2 separate regions of the Macaca mulatta genome follow, and region 1 is linked to region 2. A link is a contact called in public Hi-C data. All regions are on one chromosome and are shown on one strand. The core of a region is the stretch at or near the end of the contact, and the rest is flanking DNA. Distances in the headings are between cores, read along the strand shown. Region 1 overlaps SEL1L3 (SEL1L family member 3). Region 2 has its middle 65 kb from the start of ANAPC4.

Region 1 (6,418 bases), core at 2,474-4,973, 360 kb before region 2:
GTGCGTGTTGGTGTTCAGGGCAGAGGAATCAACAGATGGGCAGGCGGATCACCTAGAAACCATCCCAGTCGGGGCAGGTTTCAGGCCTCAGTTAAGCGTTCATGAATTTCAAGGGCACTATTGATGCAGCAGGGCAATCAGAGGCCTTTTATAGACAAGCGTGTTGCATAAGAGCCCACAGGAGCAGAACAATGATTTGGGGGCTAACATTGCTGCAGAGATGGAAGGCAGAATCCCAGCAGCAGTCGGGTGAAACCCACCTGGGAAGACTGTGAGGCAGGCTTGTGTTTTCTAGCACTTAGTTTTTCTTTAATGCCATCTGCTCCAAAATAAGAGAAAGGGAAGGTTTTGTTCAGGCTTAGGCAGAATGCTTCCACAATAATTGCGTCCAGAGCTCTTTAGATTTCATTTTTCTAAAGTTAATTTCTTTATTGTTCCAAAATTTAGGGATTGCATCAGGCAGTCAATGGCCTGGGATGGTATTACCACAAATTCAAGAAAAATTACGCCAAAGCAGCAAAGTACTGGTTAAAAGCAGAAGAAATGGGGAACCCAGATGCATCATACAATCTTGGAGTCCTGCATTTGGATGGCATCTTCCCTGGAGTCCCTGGAAGAAATCAAGTGAGTAAGACTTGAGGCCCACTCTGCAACTGGTCGGTCCATTGATCATGAAGCATTTGTTGAAGGTACACTGTGTGCCCCAGACACAACCCCAGACACAGTCCCTGTCCTCGAGGAGCTCAGGGGGTCTCGTAGGAAGACAAGATAGTGAAGAGGAAAGGGTGGCATCTGGCCAAGTGCCAAGTGTGTGGCAAATGGTGTGACGTGAAGCTCTGGAGCCAGGAAACAGTGAAGGCCAAAGCAGCCAGGAAGCCTTCATGGAGGAGGGGGTCTTGAGCTAGAGGGAGGAGGGGGAGATGACACAGGACAGGAATAGAATGAGATGGAGCAGAGACTGATCTTGCTAGAAGCAAGGAGAGCTAAGTCCAGATATGACTGCCTGGTGTGAAACCAGTTTTAATAATAATGAAAATACAATGGCAATCTTAAGTGTTGATTAAGCATTTCCTCTGTGCCAAGCTGTTTTGCACCATGCAAAACACCGTACCATGTGCTCTCTTACATAATCCTAATTCTTCTCTGAAATAGCTCTTAATACTCTGGTTATGTCCATTTTTCAGATAAGTGACTGAGGTACTGCGAAATTAAGTAACATAGGGTCACACACTTTGTGGTGTGAAGACCTGGCCCTAGTGCACAGTGGAAGTCCACTCTATTAATAATAATGTTGATGTTGGTAATCATAACCTAAGCTACATTATTATTATTTTTTTTTTTTTCTGAGACAGAGTCTCGCTCTATCACCCAAGCTGGAGTGCAGTGGCACAATCTCAGCTCACTACAGCCTCCACCTTCTGGGTTCAAACGATTCTCATGCCTCAACCTCCGGAGTAGCTGGGATTACAGGCGTGCACCACCATGCCTAGTTAATTTTTGTATTTTTAGTAGAGATGAGGTTTGCTGGTCTTGAACTTCTGGCCTCAAGTGATCTGCCCACCTCGGCCACCCAAAGTGCTGGGATTACAGGCGTGAGCCACTGTGCCCGGCCCTGAGCTCAACTACATTTAACAAAATGTGGTGAACACCTACCCAGTGCCAGGCACCCTTCTGAACACCGAGGACATAGTAGCAGGCAAATCAGTCCCTGCTCTTATGAAGTTTCATTCCACCAAATGGAAAAGACAATAAACAAATAACTATGTAATAGGAGGGGAGGTGAAGATCAGTGCTATGCAGAGAACTAAAACAAGTTCAGGAGGGCTGAGAACAGTGGTTCACACCTGTAATCCCATCACACTTTGGGAGACTGAGGCAGGCAGATCACTTGAGCTCAGGAGTTCAAGACCAGCCTGGCCAACATGGTGAAATTCCGTCTCTAAAAACACAAACCCTCATCACTAAAAATACAAAAATTAGCCAGGTATGCTTGTAATCCCAGCCACTCAAGAGGCTGAGGCAGGAGAATCACTGGAACCCTGGAGGCAGAGGTTGCAGTGAGCCAAGATTGCGCTACTGTACTCCAGCCTGGGCGACAGAGCGAGACTCCATCTCAAAAAACAAACAAACAAACAAAAAATGTATTTTTAATTTTTATATAGTTTATATGTGTATATAAATTTTTATTTATATATCTTTTATATATATATGTAGTATGAGGAGGTGGAGATTGGGAAATGCTATTTTATAATGGAAACCAGGGAACCAGGGAAGGCCTCTTTCATAAGGTGATATTGTATAGACTCCTAAAGGAATCTTACAGATATCTGGGAGAACATTCTGGAAGGAAGGAACAGGCAGTGCAGAGGCCCCGAGAAGGTAGCAGGCTTGGTGTGCTAGAGGAGCAGCAGGGAGGCCAGAGGAGTGGAGTGGAAAGCAGAAGAGACGGAGAGGGTGTGAGACAGGGCTAGGGAGGAAGCCGACCAGTGTGAGACTTAGTTTCTGCTCTGAGCAAAGTGGAAACCACTGGGCAGTGTTCAATGGGGCAATGATGGGTTATGTTTTAAAAGTTCCTCCTAGATCCTGCCTACTGGAGACATGGACAGGAGCAGGGGGTTCATGCATTGGATCCAAGTGAGAGAGGGCAGTGGGCGAGACCAGGGCGGTGTCAGTGGAGGGGCTGAAATTGGGTTCTACATGTATTTGGAAGGTTGAGGCAGCAGGATTTGCTGGTGGATTGAATGTGGGGTGTGAGAGGTGGAGAAGAGTCAGGGATGACTCCAGGGCATTTGTCATCTGTTGCGCTGGAAGAATGGAAGTGGCATTTATTGGGAGGAACAAGATTGTGGCAGCAGCAGATTTGGGGGTAGGAGGGGAAGAATTGGAAGACTATTCTTTTTGAAACACTGTGATAAACCTTGAGAATGTGTTATCTCATTTAATCCTTGCAACAGCCCTTCACTGTAGGTGCTATCTGAAGGCACATTTTTCAGTGGAAGGAAATTAGATTTGGAGAGATTAACCAACATGCCCAAGTCCACACAGCTAGTAAGGAGCAGAGCTGGGATTTGAACCAAGCCTGCCTAACTTCAACGCCCTTGCTTTCAAAAAACAATAGCTAAGTGCCTCAGAAAAATAAGAGTAATCAGTGGAAATATACCCATCTATATGTTTGTCTTATTCTTTCCCTCTACCTGTCTCTGATGACATAAGTGGCTGTATATTTTTATGCATAGCAAATGTGTGCTAACCCTCCCAAGACATCTGTGAGTGAAGTTTTCTTATTGTCACATTCTAATTCTCACCTTCCTACTGGAAATGCAGTTTTTGCACATGAGTTTGAAGAAAGGTTTTAAGCAGGGTTAGGAAAGCAAATGCCTGGATTTTCACCTGGTGTGACTTCTGATATAGTCTTCTATCTAGCCTGCAGGGGGTTATGTGAGGATCAAATGAGATGGCAATGGTATTCATAATTACATATTGTCTTATTTATTGGGTAAACTTAATCAACAGAATAGCTGAGGCAAGGTCATGCATCTCAGAGGCTGGCTTCTGTGATTGGCTATCTTCCTGGAATTGTTGCTTGCCCTGGTTTTAAAGCTATCAGAAGTTATAAGCCTGTAATCATATCAGGCTTAAAGCATCTTACCACCTAGCCTCCGGTGAAACCAGCCCAGCTAGGATGACTCAACGTTTGTTCATCTCTCATTACAGACTTTAGCTGGTGAATATTTCCATAAGGCTGCACAAGGCGGACACATGGAAGGAACCTTGTGGTGTTCTCTCTACTATATCACAGGCAACCTGGAGACATTCCCTAGAGATCCTGAGAAAGCTGTTGTGTAAGACTGTCAAACACTGCATTTGAAGGGAAAGTCATATCCTAGATTCACTGTGCCTGAGCATTTTTTAAATTGAGTTTTTTATTTTTACCAGTTATACATGCATGTAGTCTTAAAAGCCACATAATTTGACAAGACAAAATTAAAAATTTTAATTAAAAATTTAAAAATAATTTGACAAAGGCAAAACAAGAAATTCTTGCCTACCCCGCTTCATCCCACCCCCAGACTCTATTTTCTGCTCCCTAGAATGAATCACTTTCAATCTTTTTTGAAAGATTTATTTATTGATTTTATTTATTTTTTATTTGTCTCTATTTCTAAATAATATGCTTATACCACTATTTCTTGGTATTTTCATGCTAGGCATTGTCTAATGATGTCCCACTGTGAACGATAAAGATGTAGTTTCCTTTGACTCTGCCACCTCCCACTACTCAGCTCATTCACACTTCCTGCCATCTTTCATCTTCCCAATAAGTATATCATTTTGGTTACATTAGTATCAGGGCTTACATTATTATGACCATGTAAATGCTATTTCTAACTGAGCCATAGTATACTATGATTACTTTTCCTTTCTTGCACAACTTTTTCTTTTCTATGGATTGTTACTTATTTTTTATTGTTTATTTGCTAAGCTTTCTGTATACTTATCATTTTCTATGTACTTGATCTCCAAATTCTCCTCCAGGTGCCTGAATTTCCTCTCAGTATGTCCAGACCTATCTACATATTATGTTAATTTAACCTTCCTGGTAACATCCATCCTGGAGTCTTTGTTCAGGACAATGCTGTCATGCTGAGATTAACTGTCATTATTATGGATATTTACTTTCCCTCCATCTCTGTCTTTTTTGGTTCTCTTCTTTGCCAGACCCCTTTCTTTCTCTTTCTTGGTCTGCACTTACATTTTGGTAGAGCACATCCTATAGTAGGTTCCTGAGGTATGGTGAATGGGAGGCACATTTTTGAGGTCTTGCATGTCTGAAAATGTTTTACAGGAATTATCAAACCATGACCCATAGATGAAATGTAGCTTGGTACCTGTTTTGTATGACTCCAAGAGCTAAGAATGCTTTTACATTCCTGAGGAGTTATAAAACAAATAAAGAAGGATATGCAACAGAGACTATATGTGGCCCACGAAGTTTACGGTATTTAGTATCTTGCTCTTTACAGAAAAAGAGTTTGTCGACCTCTGTTTTAAGCCACCCTCACACTGATACCCTGGCTCTCCAAAAGATTGTTCTTCGTAACACATTTGGGTTCAAATCCAACCTGACCTGACCTTCGTGATAAACTTGACTTAGACTGACTTGGTTTTTTATCTTTGTTATTTAGTATATTTGACATGAATATTCATGTTTTGTGGTTTTTCTGTTATCCTCTCGTTATTGATTTCTAGCTTAATTTCACTGTGATGAGAGAATATATTGTGAATGATTCCGATCCTTTGAAATTTGTCGAAGTGTGCTTTATGACTAGTATATGGTCAATTTTGGTATATGTTTTATGGCTTCTTGAAAAGAGTGTACTTTCTGAACTTGTTGGGTACAACATCTACATATATATCAGTTACATCAAGTTTGTTAATTATGTTATTCAGAGCTTCCCCGTCCTTTCTGATGTTTCTTTTTCTGCTTGTTAGGTCAGTTACTGAAAGAAGTATATTAAAATCTCCAACTATATTTGTGAACTTATTTACCTCTCCTTTTAGTTCTGTCAATTTTGCATTATATATCTTGAATCTATGTTATTGGATCACATAGATTTAGAATTGTTTTGTCTTTGTAGTTGATCCCTTTATCATTTTACAATGTCCTCTTTATCTCTGTTCATGGTTCTTGCCTTAAAGTCTATTTTTTCTGATGATCATATAGTTATACCTGATTTTAGTGTTAGAGTTTGTATGATTTATCTTTTTCCATTTCTTTACTTTCAACTTTTCTTCATTCTTAAATTTCAATGCATGTCTCTTGTAAGCAGCATATAATTAGGTATTTGTATTTTTTAATTTTTAAAATTTTGTATTTTTAATTATTTTTTGTATTTTTAAATTTTCATTTTTAATTGGTGTATTTTGTCCATTTACATTTAATGTAATTGTGGATATGTTTGGTTTTAAATATACCATTTTCCTGCTTATTTTCTATTTGTTACTTTTGTTGGGGGGTTTTGTCAGGGGTCACTTTTGTGGGGGGCCTTTTTTTAATCTCTTTTCTTACTCTTCCTTTGTACTAATCAAGTATTTTAAAAAATTATTCTACTTCCCCTTCTATTAGCTTTCTAGTTATGCATTCTTAAACTATTACTTTAGTAGTTATAAGTCTAAAGATTATAACAGACTAGGTCATTACTAATAAACTCCTAATAAATTAGGGAACAAAGCCAAATAGGGAAAGCTAATAATAAGTAAGTAAACATGACTTAATAGAATACTAGAACTCTTGGTAGAGATTGTATTTTTTCATATTGGTGGATATATTTCATTATGTATCTTACATGTCTTTGTTTCCATAAAAGACAACTCCTAATCATTCATAAGAAAGGGCACTAAATGAAAAGCTCAGAAT
Region 2 (6,082 bases), core at 2,807-5,306:
CTCCAAAACAACAACAACAAAAACAAAACAAAACAAAACCCCTTAGCGTCGGAGTGTTGGCGCCCCTCCTTGAAGTCTGAATTAATTTGCATTTTTCAGAAGTGCCGCATTTCTTCAACGCTTCTGAGAAATGCAAACCAATTCAGAGACGCCTGCCTGGGCTCCCCTTCTTCCCCTTCTGCCTTACGCCTTTCTCCTCTGCTCCGTGGAAGAGCCAGAAACTGACGGCAGTTCTGGCCAGATGGTGGCACTGTGGATGGGGAGTGGGGCATAAAATCTAGGAAATATTTCAAAAGTATAATCCAGACTGGATACAGTGGATAAGCAAGAGAAAGGAGAAAGTGAGCCTTAAGCTTACAATCAGGGCATTTGAAGTGCGGTCTATCTTAACCAAATGCCAGAAAATTAACACACCAGCATTAACCCTCTTCAGACGACTCCCTCAAACCTCGTGCCAATGGTCATCTCCACCTGTTACACACTGCGATGTTCAGGGCCTGGGTGTGCTCTGCCTGTGTTTCAATTCTGTCTCACTGATCAAACTGTGTGGTTTTCTTTTTGTTGTTGTGATTTTTTTCTTTTTTTTTTTTTTTTTCAATTTCGGTCACATCTACTACATAAACTTGCCATTTTAGCCATTTTTAAGTGTACTATTCAGTGGCATAATTACATTCACAATGTTGTACATGTCATGTTCCTTTTTTAACTTCAGAAAGCCCAGTCCTCTCATCTGTTATGTGGGGGTAACAATGGCACCCACTTTCGAGGGAAACTGCAGGATTATCCGGGATAATTAGAGTGAAATGGCACAGTGCTGGCATATAATTGACCCTCAACAAATATGAGCTATTTCGTTGTTTTTGTTTTTGTTTGAGACGGAGTCTCACTCTATCGCCCAGGCTGGAGTGCAGTGACACAGTCTCGGCTCACTGCAACTTGCATTTCCCGGGTACAAGCAATTCTCATGCCTCAGCCTCCTGAGTAGTTGGAATTACAGGCACGCACCACCACGCCCGGCTAATTTTTGTATTTTTAGTAGAGATGGGGTTTCACCATGTTGGCCAGGCTGGTCTCGAACTCCTGACTTCAAGTGATCCACCCGCCTCAGCCTCCCCAAGTGCTGGGATTACAGGCGTGAGCCACCACACCCAGCCAATATTCGCTGTTTTATATAAGCTTTATTACCCACTTCCTCCTCCGTGTGCTCCCAGTTACACTGGCCATCTTGGTGCCCTTGTCACCTCCTACTGATGAACACCTCCCCCCGCGCCCCCCCCTCACCTCCACAGTGACCCCGGGCTCACCCTCCTAATGGGTAAATCAGATCCAGTCCGGTTTCTGGCTCACAATCCCTCCCGCCTACTCATCCTCCTCAGTGGACGTGGCCCTCTCACTTGAACGTGCACCCAAACCACCTGAAGGGTAGAACCACCTGGAGAGCGTGCTGACCACACGTGGATTGCTGAGCAGGGCCCTGCGCCTGCCGTCTCTGATTCAACAGGTGTGGGTGAGCCTGAGATTTTGCATCCCTAACCCCTTCTCAGGTAAGGCGGATGCCGCTGTCCTGTGACCCCACTTTGAGGGCCACTGAGCTGGAGAATGAGGTATGCAGAACCTGACGACCTCTCGTCACTCCGTGGCCACCACCCCTCCCCGTCGGGAGGCAGCTTCTGCTGGGTTATTGCAATAGGCTCCTCACCGGCTTCCCTTGTTCAGCCCTTTCTTCCCTACAGTGGATTCTTAACACAGCTGTGAGTGATTCTTTTACCACAGAAATAGGATCCTGTTCTTCCTCTGCTTAAAATGCTCCAGTGGTGGGCCAGACACGGTGGCTCATGCCTGTAATCCCAGCACTTTGGGAGGCTGAGGTGGAGGCTTGCTTGAGCTCCAGGAGTTCAAGACCAGCCTGGGCAACAAAACAAGACTCCATCTGTACAAAAAAATAAAATAAATATAATTAGCCTGGTTGGTGGCGCACACCAGCTACTCAAGAGGTTGAGATGGGAGAATTGCTTGTGTCCAGGAGGTAGAGGCTGTAGTGAGCCGTGATTGTGCCACTGCACTCCAGCCTGGGAGGCAGAGCAAGACTCTGTCTCAAACAAACAAAAATCCTCCAGTGGTGTCCCATCTCATTTAGGATAAAACCTGCTGGCCTTACCATTTCCTCTGAGGTTTATTGATCTGGCCCCTGCATCTCTGCGTACCTTGGGGCCTTTGCTGTTGCTGTCCTCTGGCCCCCCCAACCAACCCCCACCCCACCCCCCATAATCCCAGATATTCACCCAGCCTCCTCTCCCACCTCACTCAGATCTCTTCTCAAATGCCCTGCCTAACCTAAATAGTAACTTCTTCCCTCTTCCTTCCTTTCTCTCTAGCTCCTTAACCTGCCTCACCTTTCTTTGTAAGCTGTGCTGTTATGTGAAATTAGCTTGCTCATGTATTTGTGTACTTGATGATTGTCTATCCTTCCCTCGCCATTAGAATGTAAGACCATAAGGGCAAGGCTTGGGTGTTGATCTGTGCCCACAATGATGATGGCGTGTCAGAGGCACACACTCAGTGTTTGTTGAATGAATAAATGACACCCTAACTTCCTAGTATGGCACATCATCTCTCCATGATCTCTGCCCACCTCTCTGGCCAGACTTCTTGTTCCTCTCCCTAAGAACACCCCAACCACACTCAACCTGACTTACAAGTCGGAGGGGGTGACCCAATCATTGACACCTCCAAGCTTTTGCACACACTGTGCTTCTGTCTGAAATGCCTTTTCCTACTTTGTCAGTCTAGGGAACAACTTACCCATATTTTCAGTTGAACTTGAGCGCCACCTCCTGGTAAAGCCTTCCCAGGCTCCCACAAGCCGAGCTAAGCCCAACCCCTACACCTCTCATCTCATCTAGGTGCTTGTCCATCTGTGTCCTCTCCAGCCACTCAAGGGCAAGGGCAAAGTCTTCATCTTGCATCTGCGGGAGCTGGCACAGAGCCTGGTTCATGGCACATGCCCCGGGAATATTGGCTGAATAAAAGAAACAATCAGCAGAAATCAGCCAAATCTCCTGAGTTTTATTTCTCTTAATATTACCCTTAAAGTGACAGAAATGATAATGCTAATTATCTTTAAAGTAAATGCCTGAATATATGAAAGAAAAGTGAAATTTTCTTTTTCTTTTCTTTTCTTTTTTTTTTTTTTTTTTTTTTTTTTTTTTTTTTTTGAGGCAAAGTCTCACTGACTCTGTCACCCAGGCTGGAGTGCAGTGGCATGATCTTGGTTCACTGCAACCTCCGCCTCCTGGATTCAAGTGATTCCCCTGCCCCAACCTCTGAGTAGCTGGGATTACAGGCACCCATCACCACGCCCAGCTAATTTTTGTATTTTTAGTAGTATTGGTGTTTCACCATGTTGGTCTGGCTGGTCTTGAACTCTTGGCCTCAGGTGATCTGCCCGCCTCCCAGTGTGCCGGGATTACAGGCATGAGCGACCTCACCAGACCTGAAAAGTGAAATTTTCTAAACTTTCCAGGATGTTCTTGAGCTGCTCCTGACCCCCAAGTACTTCCTCATAGCTTGTGGGAGCCCAGGCAGAGGGCCAAGAAGTCCAGGGAGTGGAGCAGGCACCAGGACCCCACCAGCTTCCTAGCAGGGCTCCACCTGTGTGTCAGGCAGAGGTGGGAGTGAAACCCACTGGAGGGGAGGTTTCAGGCTGACCCAGCAGACTCTAGGATTGAGCCCTTTCCTCTAGGAGAAACAGGCACCATCCTCTGCCTTGCCCTCCTCCAGGAATTGAGAAAATGTGTGGGGACACTGCTTTCTTATCACTGCGGAGTAGTCTAAGTTGAATTTTCCCAGAAAAGTTAGCAGCATTAGTATCAGTAAAATGAATGTGCTGAATGTTCAGTTTTTTCTTTTTTTTCTGTCTGTTTTTGGCCTTATCAGAAACTCCAAAAATAAGCATTCTTTCTCAGGCTTGACCCTCACATGGCCTTGGTGTTCCCCTTCTGCAGAAATCAAACACAACAATGGAAGGGCTTTGCACAGCCCTGGCCACATGGCTCCCCTCCAAGGCAGGCCTGTCCTCTGGTGGACGTGGGCAGGTCAGCCAACTTGTGATTTAAAAGTTGGCATTTCATGTAATTGCACTACAGAGAAAAGAGATCCTGGTGGGTAGACACAGGCTCTGGATTGCTAGATAATTACATTTCTCATTGTAAATTGTGATTTTTAAAAGCAATTGTTACACTCCTAAAAGAAGGCAAAGAGATAACAAGACTAATGGATAGGCAAAGACTAGGATGATGATGGTAGTGGTGGTGATGTTGAGGAAGAAGATAATTTTTTAAAATCAAGAGACATAGTGTCAAGCTTAGTGCTTTTTTCAGACCTACAGATGTGAAATCAAAGCGGCAGGCACCATGAGGATCTTTGCTAAATATAATAGAGGCCCATCTGATGCCCAACCTAATGTATGGCTCCCTCTAGTGGTCAGAGGAATTTCTGCATTGGCTCCGTCACTAACAGACGCTCAGGCTCCAGCTTTTGATGCAAGCCAACCAGGAGTTGAGACTTGGTCACTGGGTTTCCAGGGTGTAATTTTTCCCACTTTCACCTCCTTCCCTATCTTCCATGGCCTCTGGCTCCCAGCCCTACAATCTTCCAAGATCTCCTTCTGTAGGTCCAAAACTAATATAAATCATAATACTGATTTGGCCAGTAACGTAAGGTTTACAGTTCGCTTTTGCATCAATTATCTGAATCTTAGCCTTGTAAGGTAGATGTACCCATTTTATAGGCAAGCAGATTAAGTCTCAAAAAGGTAAAGTGACTTACCCAAAATCACACAACTAGTTAAATTTAGCACTGGGAGTTAAACTGATATAGTCTGAGCCCAAATCATGAGCTTTTCCATTTACACTGCAGCAGCCTTCAAAAGGGGGAAATTATGTGGTTGATTTGAAATACAGAGAAGTAGAAAAGAGGTACTGAATTTCATCATTTTCATAAACATCACACGGGGAGAAAATGTACTTAAATGAGACTTGCCTCTAACCAAATACGTGAACTTGGCCCTGAGGGGCTGATTCATATAGGTTCAATAGTGCTATAATCTACAACTCGATTGCAAGGTTAAGGTCTACTGAAACTGGTGGTGGTAGCTAGGAACTCAAACGGCCTAGGAAAAGCAATAGCCTTTCTGTGATCCGGGCTGGGACATACTCCCTAATGTATTCCTTATGTGTTCTAGCATACCCAAGCAATAGAGAGCCTCCCTGCAGGCATCTTGTCATACAAGGGAATTGCTCAGCTGTGGACATCCCAGAATCACATCACAGTGACTCCAGAATGATTACTTGCAGGTATCAAAAGTTTTCAGTAAAATGGTGAATCCCAAAGTTCTCCCTGCTTCACCTTCATCTATCTCTAGACTTCATCCTCTTCTTACTTCCCCAGGCAAGACCCTTAATTAGGTTCTTTGCAAAAAAGGATTTACAAATGGCCAATAAACATATGAAAACGTGCTCAACTTCATAAGTCATATGCAAATGCAAGTAAAACCACAATGTGAACCCACTGCACACCAAACAGAATGGCTACGATGAAACAGGTAACACCAAGTCTTGGCAAATAGATGGTGCAACTGAAACACTCAGACACTGCTGGTAGGAGTGTAAATGGCACAACCGTTTTGAAAAAACTGTTGTCATACACCTTATGACCCACTCCTAGGTATATTCTCAACAGAAATACTTACACGTATGAACCAAAATAAAGGTACAAGAATGTCATAGCAGTTTATTCCTAATAACCTAATAATGAAAACAACCCAATACCCATCAACAGAATAGATAAAATTGTGGCATATTCAGGCAATGGAATATGATAAGGCAATTCGAATAAATGGATGGTTGTCACACACAACACAGATGGATCTTACAAAGACAATGTTGAGAAAGAAAGTAAACACACAAACACAAAAATACATGTACAGTGTGGATAAATCTACTTATAGGAAGTTCAAAGGCAGACGAAAGTAAGATATGGTCAGCATAGCAGTTATCTTTTGAGTGGGGGGCATAAAGCGGGC

What was found. Hi-C and Micro-C count contacts between places; a contact is called where the count stands out from the background.
Region 1: a contact with region 2 is called in a Hi-C map of sperm, with 5 times the contacts expected there. The contact joins two enhancer-like sites. A contact is called at or near these places in 8 of 14 Hi-C or Micro-C datasets (cortical neurons, fetal cortex germinal zone, fetal cortical plate and 4 more).

What each region holds. Positions count from the first base shown.
Region 1 is chr5:24,813,351-24,819,768 of T2T-MMU8v2.0, reverse strand. It overlaps SEL1L3 (SEL1L family member 3), which reads left to right. Exons shown (of 24, transcript XM_015138127.3): 15 at 448-624; 16 at 3,715-3,842. Among named protein-coding and RNA genes, the nearest start is that of SEL1L3, 86 kb to the left of the region's middle. Within about 2 kb of position 3,723, at least 2 of the 40 cell types and tissues checked have an H3K27ac peak or open chromatin away from gene starts, as enhancers often do.
Region 2 is chr5:24,457,200-24,463,281 of T2T-MMU8v2.0, reverse strand. No RefSeq gene overlaps it. Among named protein-coding and RNA genes, the nearest start is that of ANAPC4, 65 kb to the right of the region's middle. Within about 2 kb of position 4,056, at least 3 of the 40 cell types and tissues checked have an H3K27ac peak or open chromatin away from gene starts, as enhancers often do.